Regions from separate parts of the Mus musculus genome. Here region 1 is linked to region 2. The links are chromatin contacts, called in public Hi-C maps. All regions are on one chromosome and are shown on one strand. The core of a region is the stretch at or near the end of the contact, and the rest is flanking DNA. Distances in the headings are between cores, read along the strand shown.

Evidence for each region. Hi-C and Micro-C count contacts between places; a contact is called where the count stands out from the background.
Region 1: a Hi-C map of cortical neurons shows a contact between it and region 2, with 4 times the contacts expected there. The contact joins two enhancer-like sites. A contact is called at or near these places in 1 of 484 Hi-C or Micro-C datasets (cortical neurons), 1 of 115 datasets of contacts at active chromatin or transcription factors (large pre-B cells) and 1 of 9 other capture datasets (embryonic tail).

The regions. Positions count from the first base shown.
Region 1 is chr16:33,156,093-33,160,032 of GRCm38.p6, forward strand. No RefSeq gene overlaps it. Among named protein-coding and RNA genes, the nearest start is that of Gm41447, 20 kb to the left of the region's middle. Within about 2 kb of position 2,174, at least 22 of the 459 cell types and tissues checked have an H3K27ac peak or open chromatin away from gene starts, as enhancers often do. A contact at or near this core is called in cortical neurons, where this site is marked.
Region 2 is chr16:32,852,549-32,856,981 of GRCm38.p6, forward strand. It overlaps Rubcn (RUN domain and cysteine-rich domain containing, Beclin 1-interacting protein), which reads right to left. Exons shown (of 19, transcript NM_172615.4): 2 at 4,344-4,433. Among named protein-coding and RNA genes, the nearest start is that of Rubcn, 14 kb to the right of the region's middle. RefSeq lists an enhancer at 1-3,321. Within about 2 kb of position 1,868, at least 64 of the 459 cell types and tissues checked have an H3K27ac peak or open chromatin away from gene starts, as enhancers often do. A contact at or near this core is called in cortical neurons, where this site is marked.

The DNA.
Region 1 (3,940 bases), core at 924-3,423, 300 kb after region 2:
AGGAAATCAGGACTGGAACTCAGGCAGGTCAGGAAGCAGGAGCTGATGCAGAGGCCATGGAGGGATGTTCTTTACTGGCTTGCTTCCCCTGGCTTGCTCAGCCTGCTCTCTTATAGAACCAAGACTACCAGCCCAGAGATGGCACCACCCACAAGGGGATCTCCCCTTGATCACTAATTGAGAAATGCCTTACAGTTGGATCTCTTGGAGGCATTTCCCCAACTGAAGCTCCTTTCTCTGTGATAACTCCAGCTGTGTCAAGTTGACACACAACCAGCCAGTACAGTCTCTCTTGCCTCTCTCTCTCTTCTTTTACTTCCTCCCCAACCCCTCTTTTCTCGTGACCCTGTTCGATTGACTGGCCATATCTAGTCTACTAGTTTCTCTGTTCTGGACTTAGAAACCTCTGGTGGTCCTCTCCCTCATATCTTCACTACATGCCTCCTCAACCATCCCTTGGGCCAGTGGTGTCCTCATGTCACTCTGTCTACACACAGTCTGTCAGTACCGTGAAGCCGTGAGCAGGACGTGGAGCACAACGATTCTCTGTAATATTTCAGGTCAGGAAAGCAGAGAGCTCCTGCTTGTCACGTGGGTCCTAAGCAGCGGCCACTGTGGAGCCATGGGGTCCCCTTCCCAGGCTCTATCAGTGGGAAATGCCACTCAGCCAACCCATCCACGTGAACTCCAGATCCGAAAATCTGACTTGAGGCAGAGGTGCTTTCTTTATATTATGTTAATTTATCACATGTGTGTGTATGCATGGGTGAACACACGTGCAATAGCCTGTGTGTAGAGGTCAGAGGACAACTTTCAGGCGTTGGCTCTCTCCATCCACCACGTGGGTCCCAAGGGTTGAATTCTTGTCATTAGGCACCTCACTGCACCACAGCTACACATTTTTTTTTTTGAGATAGGGTTTCTCTGTGTAGCCCTGACTGTCCTGGAACTCACTCTGTAGACCAGGCTGGCCTCAAACTCAGAAATCTGCCTGCCTCTGCCTCCCAAGTGCTGGGATTAAAGGCATGCGCCACCACGGACCAGAGCAACACTTTAAAGGAATGGAGCTTGGAGCATCTTCTCCCAGGACCCTGGGACTTCGGGCTTTGCTTTTCTCTGTGTGGGTGTCTGGGGCTTTCATGGTCCTGGCCGATAATAGCAACCTTCCCCACCATACCAGTTTCCTTTACTCAGAATTTTACTTTACAACCCAATGTTTCTTTGGACAATTTGAGATATGGTACTTGTTATGGTCTGTATATGCTTGGCCCCGGGAGTGGCACTATTGGAATGTGTAGCTCTGTTGGAGTAGGTGTGGCCTTGTTGGAGTAGGAGTGTCACTGTGGGTGTGGGCTTTAAGACCCTCATTCTAACTGCCTGGAAGCCAGTCTTCCACTAGCAGCCTTCACTTGGAGATGTAGAACTCTCAGCTCCTCCTGTACCATGCCAGCCTGGATGTTGCTATGCTTCCCCCTTGATGATAGTGGACTGAACCTCTGAACCTGTAAGCCAGTCCCATTTAAATGTTGTCTTTTATAAGAGTTGCCTTGGTCATGGTGTCTCTTCACAGCAGTAAAACCCTAACAATGACAATATTTTTTTAAAAAAAGAGAGAGTTTTATTTATTTTTATTTTATGCATATGAATGCTTGCTTGCATAAATATATGTGCACCACTTGAGTGCCTGTTGCCTGCAGAGCCCAGAAATGGCATCAGCTCCCCTGGAACTAGAGTTACAGATGGCTCTGAGCCACCATCTAGGTGCTGGGGACTGAATCCGGGTTCTCTGAGAGAGGACTTCATGGTCTTAACCACTGAGCCATCCCTTCCAGCCACCAGGCCTTCAGTTCCCTGCCAAGCTCTACCTCCCAAGGCTGAGGTTAGAGTTCTGGGTTCACCCCTGGCAGATGAGGAGAGGGAAGAGCATCGAGCTTCAGCAGACTAAGGTTGTGGGGTTGACATAGCCCAGGAAGCCTCCTGCCCAACCACTGGAAGGGCATAGCTCTGTGTAACAGGAGAGCAAGCTTCTGTCCAGCTGGCTCTGGGCGGGAGGGGTGGCGGGCGGCGAGACCACATTAAGCACTTCTCGTGGAATTCTGAAAGCTAAAAGCCCCAGCAAAGGAGCCAAAGCCGGGACCGACCATCTGCTCCAGCTGGACAGAAAAGGGGGATTAGGCAGACATTAGAAATGCAGAGCCAGCCGGGTGAGGTGGCACACGCCTTTGATCCCAGCACTTGGGAGGCAGAGGCAGGCAGATTTCTGAGTTCAAGGCCAGCGGTCTACAGAGTAAGTTCCAGGACAGCCAGGGCTACACAGAGAAACCCTGTCTCGAACCCCCCCCCCCCCCGCAAAAAAAAGAAATACCGATCCAATCGTGCCGCTTAGAATCAGCGAGGAGGGTAGAACCCAGGGCCTCACACGTGAGCCGTGAACACTCAAGTCTGAGCTGTGCGCCGGGTCCTTAGATGGGAGCTTTTGATTCTTTCAACTCTGAAATGAGGAATCTAAGGTTCTAGAAGGGGAAGTGTTTGGACAGAAGGCCACGCGTTTGTACCGCGTCTGGGGGTGGGGGGTGGGGGGTGTTGCAAACTTCGCTCTTATCATTGGCCTTCAAACCATCTGTTCAGCCCAGGAGTGCTCTCCAGTGTATTCCCTTGTGCTGCATGAACAACAGCTTTAGCACCAGGCTTCTATGCTAATGTACACGTGTCTAAGACAGCGCATAATTTCCAGACTTTCCAAAAATTTACTTAGCCATGTTCTTTTTTTAAAAAAACCCTGTATCTATGTACAGTCTCTAAAAGAGGATTAAAGGATTCTCCTCAAATGCTTAGGAAACGAGGCCTCGTACTGTACTGCGCTGTTAGCCTCGGGGATGCATGCTCGATGTTAGCCTCCGGGATGCATGCCCACACACACACACACACACACACACACACACACGATCCTGATCATTCACACAGCCAAGCACTGATGCAGGGGCGCAGGACTCGGGATGGAAAACCATCTCCTACAGGCTGCATTGATCTCAAAGTGCTGGAGTCTGTGTGGTGGAGGGATGGGAATGTGTCTAGGACATGGCTGTTCCCTGGGATGAGGGGTCACCTCAGCTTATCTGGGGTCAGGGCTCACCCAGCCTCAGCCTGCCTTAACATACACTGTTTCATTGGTGTATGGCAGGTCATTATCTTCCTGGACGTCACAATCTAGTCGGTGAACCAAGCATACCAGGAGTGATGTGGTGACAGGTAGGACAATAAGGGACACAACAAAAAGAAACAAAATGTCTTATAAACATGGACAGTTAGAAGACAGGCCTAGAGAATGGAGTCAAGGGAGAGCCAGCATGACTCACAGAGGCTGCTACCACTGGGTATTAAAGAGCAATTGAGAACTTTCCAGAGTCTGAATGGGAGAAGGGAGGATCTTGTATGCATAGGCATAGAAGTGAAACTGCTGACTCAGGTGGTTCTTCCTCCCCGCCCATCCCAGGAATAAGACTCAGACTCAACATATATTATAAATACCTTGGCCATATAGCTAGGCCCTTCCCTGACTAGATCATAAAATAACCCAATTATTCTAATCTACATTCTGCCACCTGGCTGGTTACCTGTGCTCAGGTACCATGCGTCAGTCTTGGGTGATCTTCCATGCCTGACACTCTCCCAGAATCCTTTCTGCCTACAGGATGTTCCACCTCCTATTTCCTGCCTAAGCTATAGGCCATCAAATTTATTATGGACACCTGTCTTAGGATTTTACTGCTGTGAAGAGACACCATGACCAAGGCAACTCTTTTGTTTGTTTGTTTGTTTGGTTGGTTTTGTTTTTGTTTTTTCGAGACAGGGTTTTTCTGTGTAGCCCTGGCTGTCCTGGAACTCACTCTGTAGACGAGGCTGGCCTTGAACTCAGAAATCCGCCTGCCTCTGCCTCCCA
Region 2 (4,433 bases), core at 618-3,117:
GCAACCACATGGTGGCTCACAACCATCTGTAATGAGATCTGACTCCCTCTTCTGGTGCATCTAAAGACAGCTACAGTGTTATTAGATATAATAATAAATGAACCTTAAAAAATTCTTTTTTAGCCATGTAACCATGTAAAGTGTATTATATAGTCAAAAATTAAACATTTTAAAGTAGGTTACCAAGTGACACACATGGTACAATCTTAACTATTTTAAAAGGCATAAAATTATCTTTTAAATATAAGAATTTAAATATACAGAAAAATAAAATAAAATAAAATAAAGAACATCCAAAAGAATGATAAAAGTGATATTATTACTTGTTATTAAGTTTATGGGTGAGTTTATTTTTCTGAGTCTTTATGGTATATGTTAAAGTGTGAACAAGTAAGGAATGTATTATGAGCTGGGCACAGGGGCACACAACTTTAATCCTAGTACTTGGAAAGCAGAGGCCAGCCTGGTCTACAGACTGAGTTCCAGGACAACCAGGGCTATATACAGAGAAACCCTATTGGGTATTTTTGTGGAGGGGTGGCTTCAACAAAATCAAGCTACCTTAGGCTAGAGAGATATGGCTCTGAGGTTAAGAGTACAGACTGCTCTTGCACAGGACAGATACCAGCATTCACATGTGGCCCACAACTACCTGTAACTTCAGTTCCAGGGCATCCAATGCCCTCTTCTGGCTTCCATGGGCACCAGGCACACACATGGTATACATACATGTAGACAATATACACATAAAAAGTAAATCATTTTAATTGGGCCATCTACACTGCTAAAGCAGTTTCTTCTTGTGGTAGGGGAGGGGCCCTTTCACCTTAGCTGAGCCATCTCAGGAACTGTCTCCACATTCATAAGCAGCAGAACAGAGATGTTATCAATACACCTGGCCTCAGTAAAGGTGGCCCAGATGCAGCTGGCAACGACGAGATCCCGCTAAGACTACAGTCATGCCATTACAGCTTCCCGGGGTCCCCAAGTGATTAAAACAAACCACAGCTCACGTCCATAGCACATCCTTTTGAAAACAAAGAGGAGAAATGACCAACGGGAATCATGTGTCCCTTCCTCTTTCCAAGGGCACAGCACCCAGAATAGCTTCCTGATGACACAGCAGGCTGAAACCTTTGAAAGCACTAAATTTTCTGGAAGGAAACAACAGGGGAAAAACAAGTCTGATGCTGTCTTTAACTCTTAGACCTTAACAAGGCACAGGGCCACAATAAAACTGACGTGCAGCTTCTGTTTCGGGCCCTTTCCTCTTGGAGCCTCTGTGGACTAAGCGCCTGTCCATGCTGCACGTGTGTCTGCTCCCACTTACTGATGCTAGTGTTGTAAGTGCTCGCATACATTCTTAAATTGCTTCCTTCTGAAGGGGGGGGGCTTCTATAGGATAGCTTTCGTGCTAGTTTTTTTTTTTTTTTTTAAGAATTCTAAAAAGAGCTGGGCGTTGGTGGCGCACGCCTTTAGTCCCAGCACTTGGAAAAAATTCTAGAAAGATAAGCTAACACCATTCTGCATCTGTAAGCTTGTTTTATTTGAGAGTCTCATCAACATTTCTCCCTTTGTGGTACAGATGGTGAAACCATCATGTAATCTGGTTATGTTACTATGTGACAATGTAAAATTAGTAACAGGGCCAAGAAAAGAACCTTTGTTATCAAGGCACAAGCAGTTTAACCACTGAATGACAGCACCACTAATCTGGTAGCTATTTTGGTCACCAGCCTGGGAAACTTGCACTTTGTTTTTAACAAAACATTCTGGCATGAATCCCAAACTTGTGAATGGAACACTGGGTAGTTCAGTGCTACAAATGAACATAAAGAACACCAAGATGGGATGCAGTCTCCTGAGAGATAATATATTTAGCTGCACCCTGCTTGTTGGGTGGGGCAGCCAGGCACAGGATAGTGTGAGGGAGACAGCAGGTTCAGAGCTGGAGCTCAGCGCCGAGGGCTGAGCTGAGTGTCAAGGTGCATGGGTGACAAGAGACTGCTTCAAGGAAATGGGGGTGGGGTGGGGGGCACAAGAGTACACACAATGACTCTATCTTTAGAACCCTGTAATGGGCAAGGGACATGGCTCAGCAGGTGAGGGTACTGGCTACATCTAATGATCTGAGTTCCATCCCTAGGACCCACATGGTGGAAGGACAGATCTGAGTCCTGAAAGTTGCCCACTGATCTTCACATACATGTACATAAATAAATAAATATCATTTTTTAAAAAATGTTTAATCCAAGAAGAAATTCAGGTACAGAAACTGAAAGAATGGTCGCAGACTCAGGACAATGCTTCCTGTGGCATCATAAGATAATACCATGCAAATCAAGAAGCGACGGTGGTCAACAGCACTGCATTTATTAACCAAGGGAGAAATGGGTCTTCAATTAGATAACATGGATGCCATTTTCTTCTTTGTTTTTTTGAGATAAGTCTCTCTGTGCAGCTCTGGCTGTCCTGGAACTCACTCTGTAGACCAGGCTGGCCAGGAACTCACAGAGATCATACTGCCTCTGCCTCCCGAGTGTTGGGATTAAAGGGATGGCATTTTCTTAAAAAGCATTGCAAGATCTCCAGTGGTAAGGAAGATAATAAGATTTCACTGAATCAAGTTATCTTCAAAATTTCAATGTTCTTAATTATATATATCACAGGACAATATGCAACAGGGAAACAATTTATTAATCACTTTAAATTTTTATTAATTAATTTTGTACGTTTGTGCACACATACATGCTATGGTGTCTATGTGGCAGTCAGAGACAATTAGCAGTTAGTTCTCTTCTTCTGTCAAGTGTGTCTGAGGAAAATGGACTCAGGTTGTTAGGTGTGGAGACACATGCCTTTACCTGCCGAGCACCTCACTGGTTACATGTCACAAGCTATGTAAGACAAATTTATACTCTGCCTTATTTACTGTTCTATAGCTCTTCTTTATAACTACTACCCTTATTTATACAGATGAGACTATGACTTGGCTGATAAAAATGGTTCCTAGTGGCCAGAGAGATGGTTCAGTTGTTAAGAGTACTGGCTCTCTTCCAGTGGACATGGGTTTAATTCTAGCACCCAGTTACAAGCATCTGTTAACTAGTCCTGGGGATCTGATACCCTCCTCTGGTCTCTGCGGCACCAGGCATCAGGCAGCATACAGATAAGCCTTCAGGCAAATTACCATAAATATAAATAAGTAAATAATGTAAAAATAGTCACTTGAAAAAAAGAAAGAAGGAAAGAAAGGAAGGAAGGAAGATAGATAGATAGATAGATAGATAGATAGATAGATGCTAGGCACTGTGACACATGCCCTGGGAGGGAAAGGCAGGTGGATCTCTGTGAGTTCCAGACCAGCCTGCTTCTGCCTCCCAGGTACCAGCTTGGTTTACATAGTGAGTTCCAGGGCTGCCAGGGGTACACAATGAGATCCTGTCTCAAAAGAGCAAAAAGAAGGCGGCGGTGGTGGCGCACACCTTTAGTCCCAGCACTTGGGAGGCAGAGGCAAGCGGATCTCTGAGTTTTAGGGCAGCCTGATCTACAGAGTGAGTTCCAGGACAGCCAGGGCTACACAGAAAAACCCTGTCTGGAAAAAAAAAAAAAAAAAAAGGAAGAGCTCACAGAAAGCAAAGGTGATATAAAGGCAGGAATACATTTCGAGACATTATGCTACTGGCTCTAAAAAGTAGGGGCCAAGAGCCAAAGAATACAAGGGACACAGCTTGGAAGCTGAAAAGACAAGAAAGAAGAAATTTTTAGTCTGGTGATGGTGGCCCAGGCCTTTAGTCCTAGCACTCAGGAGGAGGCAGAGGCGGGCAGACCTCTGCAGTTCAAGGTCAGCCTGGTCCAGTGAGTTCCAGGACAGCCAGGGCTATGCAGAGAAACCCTGTCTTGAAACAAAGAAATAAACAAAACAACATCAGAAGAACCGGGGGGGGGGGGGGCGGGGGGGGGACGGGACGGGACGGGACGGGGGGGGGACGGGGACGGGGACGGGGGACGGGGAGGAGGAAGAGGACAGGAGGAGGAGGTGGTGGAGGAGGAGGAGAAGAAATTAAGGAAGAACTGTTTAGAATTTCCTAGCACAGTACAGCACGGTTTGAGCCTAATGAACTTGAGAATTCTGACCTCAGGAGCGGAAAGATAATAAGTCTATAAGTAGCCAACAGTTTCACCTGTGTTTTAGAATCGACAGGAAACAGACTGATGTCCCCTCTTGCTGATGTGGCCCCCTGACCCCTGCAGTTTTCTCACTGCTCTGACACCTGTGGCACATCAGGCGCCAAGGGAGATGTTCTGGGCACAGAGAGGGGGAGGGGATGAGCTCTACATACCTGGTCATGGATGAGCCCATGATACAGGATGTTCTGCATGTCCCTGCACAGCCGCTCCAGGCCACCATACTTGGACCAGACATTGGGGCA